Linked DNA regions of Pan troglodytes: all the other regions are linked to region 1. Evidence: chromatin contacts called from public HiChIP or PLAC-seq and capture Hi-C data. All regions are on one chromosome and are shown on one strand. The core of a region is the stretch at or near the end of the contact, and the rest is flanking DNA. Distances in the headings are between cores, read along the strand shown. Region 1 has its middle 95 kb from the start of MIR148A. Region 2 overlaps LOC134810525 (a long non-coding RNA gene). Region 3 overlaps LOC134810525 (a long non-coding RNA gene).

What was found. HiChIP or PLAC-seq counts read pairs in DNA pulled down with a chosen protein or histone mark. Capture Hi-C pulls out chosen DNA fragments and counts their contacts.
Region 2: a capture Hi-C map of stem cell-derived neural stem cells shows a contact between it and region 1, with 2.8 times the contacts expected there. The contact joins two enhancer-like sites. A contact is called at or near these places in 1 of 7 Hi-C or Micro-C datasets (induced pluripotent stem cells) and 1 of 1 other capture datasets (stem cell-derived neural stem cells).
Region 3: an H3K4me3 HiChIP or PLAC-seq map of stem cell-derived excitatory neurons shows a contact between it and region 1, with 3 times the contacts expected there. The contact joins two enhancer-like sites. A contact is called at or near these places in 1 of 7 Hi-C or Micro-C datasets (stem cell-derived neural progenitor cells) and 1 of 1 datasets of contacts at active chromatin or transcription factors (stem cell-derived excitatory neurons).

Annotation. Positions count from the first base shown.
Region 1 is chr6:31,658,012-31,660,711 of NHGRI_mPanTro3-v2.0_pri, reverse strand. No RefSeq gene overlaps it. Among named protein-coding and RNA genes, the nearest start is that of MIR148A, 95 kb to the left of the region's middle. Within about 2 kb of position 1,276, at least 14 of the 24 cell types and tissues checked have an H3K27ac peak or open chromatin away from gene starts, as enhancers often do. A contact at or near this core is called in induced pluripotent stem cells, stem cell-derived excitatory neurons and stem cell-derived neural stem cells, where this site is marked.
Region 2 is chr6:31,528,072-31,530,771 of NHGRI_mPanTro3-v2.0_pri, reverse strand. The region is part of intron 1 of LOC134810525 (a long non-coding RNA gene); the gene reads left to right. Among named protein-coding and RNA genes, the nearest start is that of MIR148A, 220 kb to the left of the region's middle. Within about 2 kb of position 1,316, at least 5 of the 24 cell types and tissues checked have an H3K27ac peak or open chromatin away from gene starts, as enhancers often do. A contact at or near this core is called in induced pluripotent stem cells and stem cell-derived neural stem cells, where this site is marked.
Region 3 is chr6:31,469,956-31,472,835 of NHGRI_mPanTro3-v2.0_pri, reverse strand. All of the region lies in intron 1 of LOC134810525 (a long non-coding RNA gene), which reads left to right. Among named protein-coding and RNA genes, the nearest start is that of MIR148A, 280 kb to the left of the region's middle. Within about 2 kb of position 1,340, at least 3 of the 24 cell types and tissues checked have an H3K27ac peak or open chromatin away from gene starts, as enhancers often do. A contact at or near this core is called in stem cell-derived excitatory neurons, where this site is marked.

The DNA of each region.
Region 1 (2,700 bases), core at 27-2,526:
AATTTGTATCCGTTCTTTTCTTTGGCTGTTTCCTACTTGCCTTTCAATACCCATACTTATTCCGCCCTCGGAGACTGGCCGTTCCCGGCAGAGCAGAAGCGCACGAGGGTTGAGTAACTGCAGGTGAGAGCTAATTTTTCAGCGCATCCACCAGATACCGCAGGTTTGTGGATTTTCCCCCTAGTTGGCCAGAAAACTCACACCCAAACATGCAAGTCCTCTATGGCCTCTCCGTACTCTTACCTTGGCCCTCTTTATTTCCATATCTCCCTCCTCCCCATGCAGGTCTCTAAAGGGAATCTGTCTCCTGCGGTTCTTTCCCGCAGGCGCCTGCTGAAAAGGCAATTTCCTTGGGGGTGTGCCTGGGGAGAGAGGAAAACAGAAACCAGGATTGTTTGGGGGCCTGAAACCATCCAAATTTTATTGCATCCGCTACAAAGTCAACTAACTCTTAATGAGCATCCAAGCGGAAAAAGGCCAAAGTTTACTCCGTGTTAAGGCGGGGAATGGGGGTGGGGGTGATGGGAGTTTGCTTATTTCCTTCTGGTACAACCAAAGGTTGCAACACCTTCCTGAGAGGCTCCTCCCAACGCCAAGAGTACGGACGCGAAAGTCAGAAGTCATCGGGTTTCAGCTCCCTGAATGATCCAAGATCACTCCGCCACGAAGACCTTCGAAGTTGGCCCTGTCTACAGCTTGTAATTAAAAGGATAATGTGTCTTGTAATAAAAAACAGGACCCACACAAACAAACCCAGCGTCCAACGGCCCTCCACCTCGCCACACTCTTCCCTATTAAGGGCCAGTGACAAACATTGCCATCCAGTTTCACCCAAAAGGAGGAAGCGGTAGATCTTCCTTTTAATAACTTCCCAAAGTGTTACAAATAATAAAAAGGACGCATAAATCATCGCGGGGGCGGCAGAACGCGGACGACAGATGGATTTACTCCTCTCTAGCCCTGGCTTCCAACCGCGCTCTCATTGGCTACTTCCTTGTGGCCCGCCCCCGAATCCGCTCTCTTATTGGTCCGTCTGGACCCAGTCGCAGAGACAGGGCGTAGGATCGGTGGGGGCCGGAGTCCACCAGCGCGCATGCGCCCTATGGCGCGCATGTATGATTGACAGCAGGGAGAGGTGTTTGTGTGTGTGTGTGTGTGTGTGTGTGTCTGTGTGTCTCAGGGTTGAGGCAGCGAAGGTGGTGGTGGCGGGGCGACGGTGAAAGTGGTGGCTGTGAGTGCTGGAGCTGAGGCCGCTTTTGCCGGCCGCGGTGAGGTGTAGTCCTCTTTGCCGGCGTTTTCCGCTGAGTCAGAAGCGCTGGTGGTCACAGACTGCGCTCTCACCCACACTGAAGTCGATCTGGAAGGAATTTACTGAGGGGGCTCTCCAGCAGCTGGCTAACCGGGGAGGAAGTAGAACTAGAAGATATGCTTTACTCTTCCTGAAGAAGATACTTAAGCCCCTCAAGAAGAGATTTAATTTGAGCGCTGTGTTGATTTGTGCATTCCTTGTAAAGCACACACTAAATTAGCTTCACATCCCAGCCGTACCTTCATCTGCAGCACACATCTCTCCCCCACCTCCTCTCAGCACTCACTTAGCCCTGTTCAGTTCCCCTGTAGGCACAGGTACACATATATCAGCCTCTTGTAATCATGAAGACGAGGGACGAACTTACAAAGACACCCGGCACACTGTGACAATCCTTAACTGGGAGAAAAAAAAAGAGAGAGAGAGAAAGCAAACAAAGGTAGGATAAGAGCAAGAAAAAAAGAAAAGGAAAGAAAACTAGAAAGATGCAGCAACCAGTAAAACGATGGTGGCAAAGATAAAATGCCGATGGAAAAAATCCGTTAAATGCAAAGTTTGAAAAAAACTTCCTAACTCGGTTAATGCTGTGGAAATAATTCCAGTTCATCTCGGTGCTAGTGAACGCCTGGTACAAAATTCTTCAGAGGCGAGGGCTGGCTTAGTGCAGAGGAGAAACGTCGCTCCGTTGCCCTGTTGCATCCAAATTCTCCTTTCAGACAAGTTTCCGCGGCGTGATGGAGGTGGGCAGAAGGCTGGAGAGTGCTTTCCTATTATAAGCTGTTAACTTTTGGTTTGTACTCACATATATTTTAAGGAAATAATAAACATCTTATAGTTCTGCACATATTCTAAATTACAGTGGTTCTAGAAGAATTTTGTAACTGACAAATTAGAGCTTCGGTTTTACGAATTCTGAATTTTAAAACCGGTAATGACTTCTCAGTCCCTGAGATCCTCTTCTTTGTTTTTTTATTTTGGGGTGTGTGGATACGTGTAAGATGAGAAATGTACAAACACAAGTATTGCAGAAACTCCAAGTAATATTCTGTCTGTGAGTTCACGGTAAATAAATAAAAAGGGCAAAGTGACAGAAATACAGGATTATTAAAAGCAAAATAATGTTCTTTGAAATCCCCCCCTTGGTGTATTTTTTATCTTAGGATGCAGCACTTTCAGCATGCCCAAGTATTGAAAGCAGTGTTTTTACGCTACCACGGTAATTTTATTTAGAAGCCCCATGTTCACTTTTAGTTTTAAAATGGTCATTTATGACATAAAATTATCAGCATTCATATTTTTGTGTTTTAATATTCCTTTGGCTACTTATTGAAACAGCAAACATTACGAAAATTAGTAAACAAATCTTTGATAGTTGCTTATTTTTGTTTAAT
Region 2 (2,700 bases), core at 67-2,566, 130 kb after region 1:
GAAGGGTCAATTGTTAAATATATAATCCAATATGACTATAATTTTGATAGCTTTGTCAGAGGATTTTCCATCAATTCATTTATAAATTGGAAAAATACCTTTCCCAGACCACTTGCCTAGTTTTGATTGAGAAAATAGAGTCACACTGCAGATGATTCTTTTTATTTTTACTTTTCATAGAGTCAGGGTCTCCCTGTGTTGCCCAGGCTGTCTTGAACTCCTGGGCTCAAGCAGTCTTCCCACCTTGGCCTCCCAAATTGCTCGGATTACAGGCGTGAGCCATCATGCCCAGCCAGTAGGGTCACATTGGATTGCAAAAGCAGAGAGGAGAATGTGGGGGTCTAAGACATTTTCTCAAGGTAGAAGGCATTATTAATGTGTGTGTATATATTTATTTATGTGTATGTGTATATATATATATTTATATTTATTTTTTCCAGCTTGAGTTCAAGATTTGTGCTGAAGTCTCTTAGTTCCTGCAACCATAATATAGTCAGAGTCTCTAGGACTTGCTGGGTTGTGGGTTTAATCAGAATTCTAGGAAACATGAGAAGTATTTTCTAAGGTTTGTCTTTGAAGGACCAGAGGCTATAGAGTGACCCAGCTAGCATTTTGTTTACTATTTTCTTTCTTAACCTAGAGGTCTGGGAGGTAACTGGCCACTATATTGGAGATTCTCTTATTTGCTGCTCTACAGGAGGTAAAGTCACAGAAGACTGAATCAATTGGTTCAGCTTTCAAACATCCAGAGGTCACTGCATAGCATGCGGTGGTTGGTAAACTAATATACTTTTTATTTTTGGGACCCAAATAAAATAGCTGTCTAGCACACTTAATGCTGGCCAGTCTGGAAGCCAGGGCTCAAGAACTTTCAAATTCCCGATGTCAGAATATATGAAAGCATCTTAGCACCCAACACTTGGATAATAAGAGTTAAAGAGAAAGCAAAAGCTTCATGGTGAATTTTTCTTCTTCTTTCTTTTAATAAGAGGGACACTCAGTGAAATTTTTGCGTGAAAATAAGATAAAGTTCTCTTGTTCAGCTTTTAATGATAGCATGGAATTCTAAGTAAACATGGATGAAATACAACTTGTCAGCACAAAAATACTGCCTGTCATAGTCATTTGTGTATAAAATATGACCCGCGGGTTTGAACCATATGGTTACATGAGTTCTAATTTACGTGGCATCTTCTTAAGTCAGCAGAATGCGTCCTGGCCTGCCTGGGGGAGGTGGAGTCAGCACCTCACCCAGTGAAGTGAGAAGGGATCCCCTGGGGTGAGGCCAGTTATGGCTGTTGCAGTGTAGATCACAGAATTGCAAGGCTAAAGGGAAGCCTCCCCAAGACAACCAGAGCCCTTGCACGCAGTGGCATGGCTGACCAGGCTGTCCCTACAATCAGCTTTCAGAGTTGGACGTGTGAAATTGAAAAATATTAAACATCACAGCTTGTGACTTAGCTGTTCCTTCTGTTCCCACTGTGGGGGAAAAAGTAACACAATCTCCCCTAGACGCGATTGTGAGAGCGGACATTTGGATGCCATTTTAAAGCAATGTTTAATGAAGTGAGAAAATGCATTTGCGGTGTTGTGCTCTGTGGCACATGTACGCAAGCCCAGAATTGCACAATGGACACATTTTGTGATTTAGACATGAATTGGAAAAGCCAAGGAAATGCCATCGAAATAAAAATCAGACTTGAAAGTCTAAGCTGAGCAAGAAACAGATGTACTTTCTGCTACTTAAAAAAGAAATTCTTCTGTCCTCTCCTCTTTTCCCCCCACAAGCTGTGCCCTGTCACTGTCTTAAGATGACCTTTCCACCGGGTCTTTCTGAGATGCTTTTAGAGAACGGGTTGGGGCATGTGACTCTTGACCTTTCTGCAAATTCTGCAAGGAGCCCCAGGGTTCTCCAGCTGCCCTCTGGGTGGTCCCCACAGACGTGGCTGCAGATGTCTGCTCCTGATAAGTCCAGAGACCAGGGACTGAAGACCCAACAAGGGCTCCTCTGGAGGGTGAGGTAGGCAGCAGCCTGGCCTGGAGAGCTAAGGGCTCAGCCCAGAGCAGCTGCTCACGGTGGGAGGCGAGGGCTGCTGGCTTTGGTGTTTTGTTTCTTGGGCAGGTGTGGGGGAGGTTATTCTTGCTTTTAAAGGATTTTTTCCACCGTGCTGCCATCAGCTGACAATGAAATCTTCCTAGAGTTGACATCCAGCTAAAGGATACTATCATCACTAAGACCAAAAATAAAGCTCAGATATTCTTTCTAAGTAAGTCTAAAAGTGGGGATTGAAATTGACATTGCTTTGGAAGAATAAACAGGGCAGCCTTCTTAGGTAGCAACTTATGTTTGGTAGTGTGCAAGGGGAATGACTGATGAAGCACAAATAGAACAGAGAAAATAAGTCTAGAAACTGTTGTTTCAGTTGCTAACAAATGAATTATCAATACAGAGAAGAGAAGCGAACTAAGGCTTATTGAATACACACTAAGTACCAGGTATTGACCCAGGTACTCTCCATATGTGGATTCATCTAGTCTTTACCACAACACTGGGAAAGTGGCACTACTGTTTCTGTTTCAAAGATGAAGACACTGACATCCTCCGAGATTCAAGTATGTGACCTTGTGCATAAAAATAAACGGTTGAGCCACATGACTCAGGATTGTCTGAATCAAAATTCTGTGCTCTTTTCTGCATAC
Region 3 (2,880 bases), core at 91-2,590, 190 kb after region 1:
GACACTAGCTAGGGATTGTGCATGAGTTAACTGGCTACCGCTGGCTCCTCTGGGGGAAGGCTCCTGAAAAGTTATGAAATGTGAATAGGCTGTCTGTGCATCTCTCAGTAAATTTCTTTCTCAGATGTTTCCAGCCAGGGCGACTCGATTGAGAAATGACTGGGAGAGAACAGAGGATAAAGCCAATGAGCTCAGTGTCTTATAAATCAGCCGCACCGAGCTGAACTGGAACTGTCAAACTGTGGCAAAACCTGCTGCTGTGCAAGCTTGTGAGGCTTTTCAAAAACAAAACTTAACCCTCGCCTGGCTCTCTAGATGGGAGAGGGCTTAATTAAAGTTCGCAGAGGAGTGAGGAGTGGAAAAAGAAATACAGTTTTCTCAGAAAATAAAAAAGAACAAACTCAAGGGAGCCCATATGTGACATGTCCCAATTCTGACTTGGCTCAGGCACAGGATTACAAGTGGGGCCATGCAAAATAGCTAAGTGCTGTCATTAGTAAATCCTGCCTAGAGGTCCAGTATTACTCTGTGCTCCAAAGCAAAACTAATCAAATCACCCGGAATTCTCCCAATATTGTTACCCCTATTTTATGGATGAGGAGACTGAGGCACAGGGAAGGTGAGTCCTTTGCCTAAGGTCATATAGCTCCATAAATGGAAGAGGTAAATAGAATTTGAACCTGTGAAGTCTGGCACCGGAATCCATGCTCCCAATCACCATGCCATCAGTCTCTCTTTGGGGACATCACAGACCCCAAGTTAATAACCCCTGCTCTAGGCAATAGAACAGTAGGCAGGTCTGATCCTGACACTTCGTTTTCTGAGAGTCCTGCTCAGACATTCTGTGTCTCAAGTGTATCCAGCGTCTGGATCTGTGCCTTTGATGCTTAACTACCTATACTTGTCTGGAGTTATGTTAGTGCCTTCCCCCACCCGAGTCTTTATACCAAATGCTGAAAATCAGCTTTGAATTTGGAAGCAGAGGATTTGGGAGGAAGACTCACTGAGGTTTCCCATGGCAATTGTAAGTCGGCCAGATTGCATGGTCTCCATCCAGGTGAAGGCGTGAAGGTCACCCCCTTGTGCACCAGAAAACAAGGCCTGTGTACCAGGCTTGAAGTTGCATTACTGTTGCTAGGGAGACCATAATTAAATTTCCTGAATTACACACAGTGCAATAAAATGTTGAATAACCATATTTATTTGCCTTCTAGGCCCTGTGGCATCTGTTGTTTAGTTCACAAAGCTCCTATTGACTGAAGGAGAGGTTTATTGATCCAGAAAGCTGTGATGGGCCCATGAGGCAGTGGGAGCTGGAGGACTCCTGGGTAGGGCTGAGAATTCTCATCTAGTTCAGCAATCACTAGCCAAATGGTCTGGCATGGGAAAATCCGTGGAGACAGCCTGAGACTCTGGCATGAAATTGATCCCTCTCTTTCCTGATGTTCTCACTTCTTGATTCAGGGGAAGAAAGAGATGGTGTGGGAAAGTGGTGGTATGGAAAAGGAGGGGTAGCAGGAAGGAGGCAAAGGGGGCTGGTTAGAGACAAGTGGTGGAAGGGGGTTGGAGAGCTATGGACAGAGCTCATGTGTCCTGTTCACATGCACAGGGGTGAACATGAGGCACTGTCTAGGGATGGGCATTACTCGGGGCATGGATACACAGGTAAATGAGACACAGTCCAGCCCTCGAGGAGCTCACCAAATAGTTGGTTCCCTAGATACTTAAATCTTATAAGAACTTTACAAGCAGAGAACTATTGGAAGGAGAGGAAGGGTCCCTTAGCTCTGATGAGCAGGTTGGGAAAAGATCTGCGGATTTGGTGATGGTGAAGTGAGCTCTTAAAAGATGAATAGGAATTCAGTGGGTGATTGGCTTATTGAGCTCAGGAAATGGTGTAGGTAAAAACACAAGCAGAGAGGGGGCAAAAACCTCAGATGCTGGGTATTCTCTGAACTGGCTGTCTCCAGTGACCCTGATGTACCCTGAAACCCCAGAAGTTTTCAGGCATATGCAGCCCAGATGACTATGAACCAAAAAGTCAGTCAGTCACAGGCCCTTGCCTGCGGTTCCCTGCCTGGCCAACCTGTCCTCCCTTCACCCAGGGAGCTGCAGAGGGCAACATGGTGGCCTTCCCCTTGTCGAAGCAGGTAGCCCAGGGAGCCCAAGGGGGCAACGATGGATCTGGATGGGAACCACATGACCAGGTAAGAAGGAAAGAGAGCTGATGGCTTGAAAGTGAAGAGTCCATTCCATAGTAGTTTGAATTTCATTTTAAATTTTTTTTTTCCCTAAAACTTCTCAAAATATTTACTGGCATTGCCACTCCTAAGTTAGCAAATGAATGGGTGACTTCTCTGGAGCAGAGGAACATAGAGCAAAGGAAGGAGAAGCGTAGGGGGATTGGGCTTCATACAGGAGCTCACTGAAGCACAGAACCCTATCTTTCGGAACAGAGTCACAGAGGTGCGACAGAAGCGGGTTTTGCTGCCTGAAGTTCAGCAGTGTTTCAATTAGAAATCAGTTCTAATTGAGGCATTGGAGCTCTCTAACCCATCATAGTGTGGAGTGATTTCTCGCCTGGCTTCAATTTGGTTGTTTCAATTACTGAGGTAATAATATGGTCACACCTCCATTACTCCAAGGTATGCTTCTTCTTAATTTATCTTTGTATTCACCATTGGACTTTCTAAATAATCTGTTTTTAGTGTTGTTCAGTCTACCCTGCTGAAGAAGATGTTTAGAAATGTTTTCTTCCAAAATAACAAGATGAAGAAGAAATGACTTCTTCCCTTTATTTATTTATTTATTTTTTGAGATGGCGTCTCACTCTTGTCCCCCATGCTGGAGTGCAATGGCATGATCTCGGCTTTCTGCAAT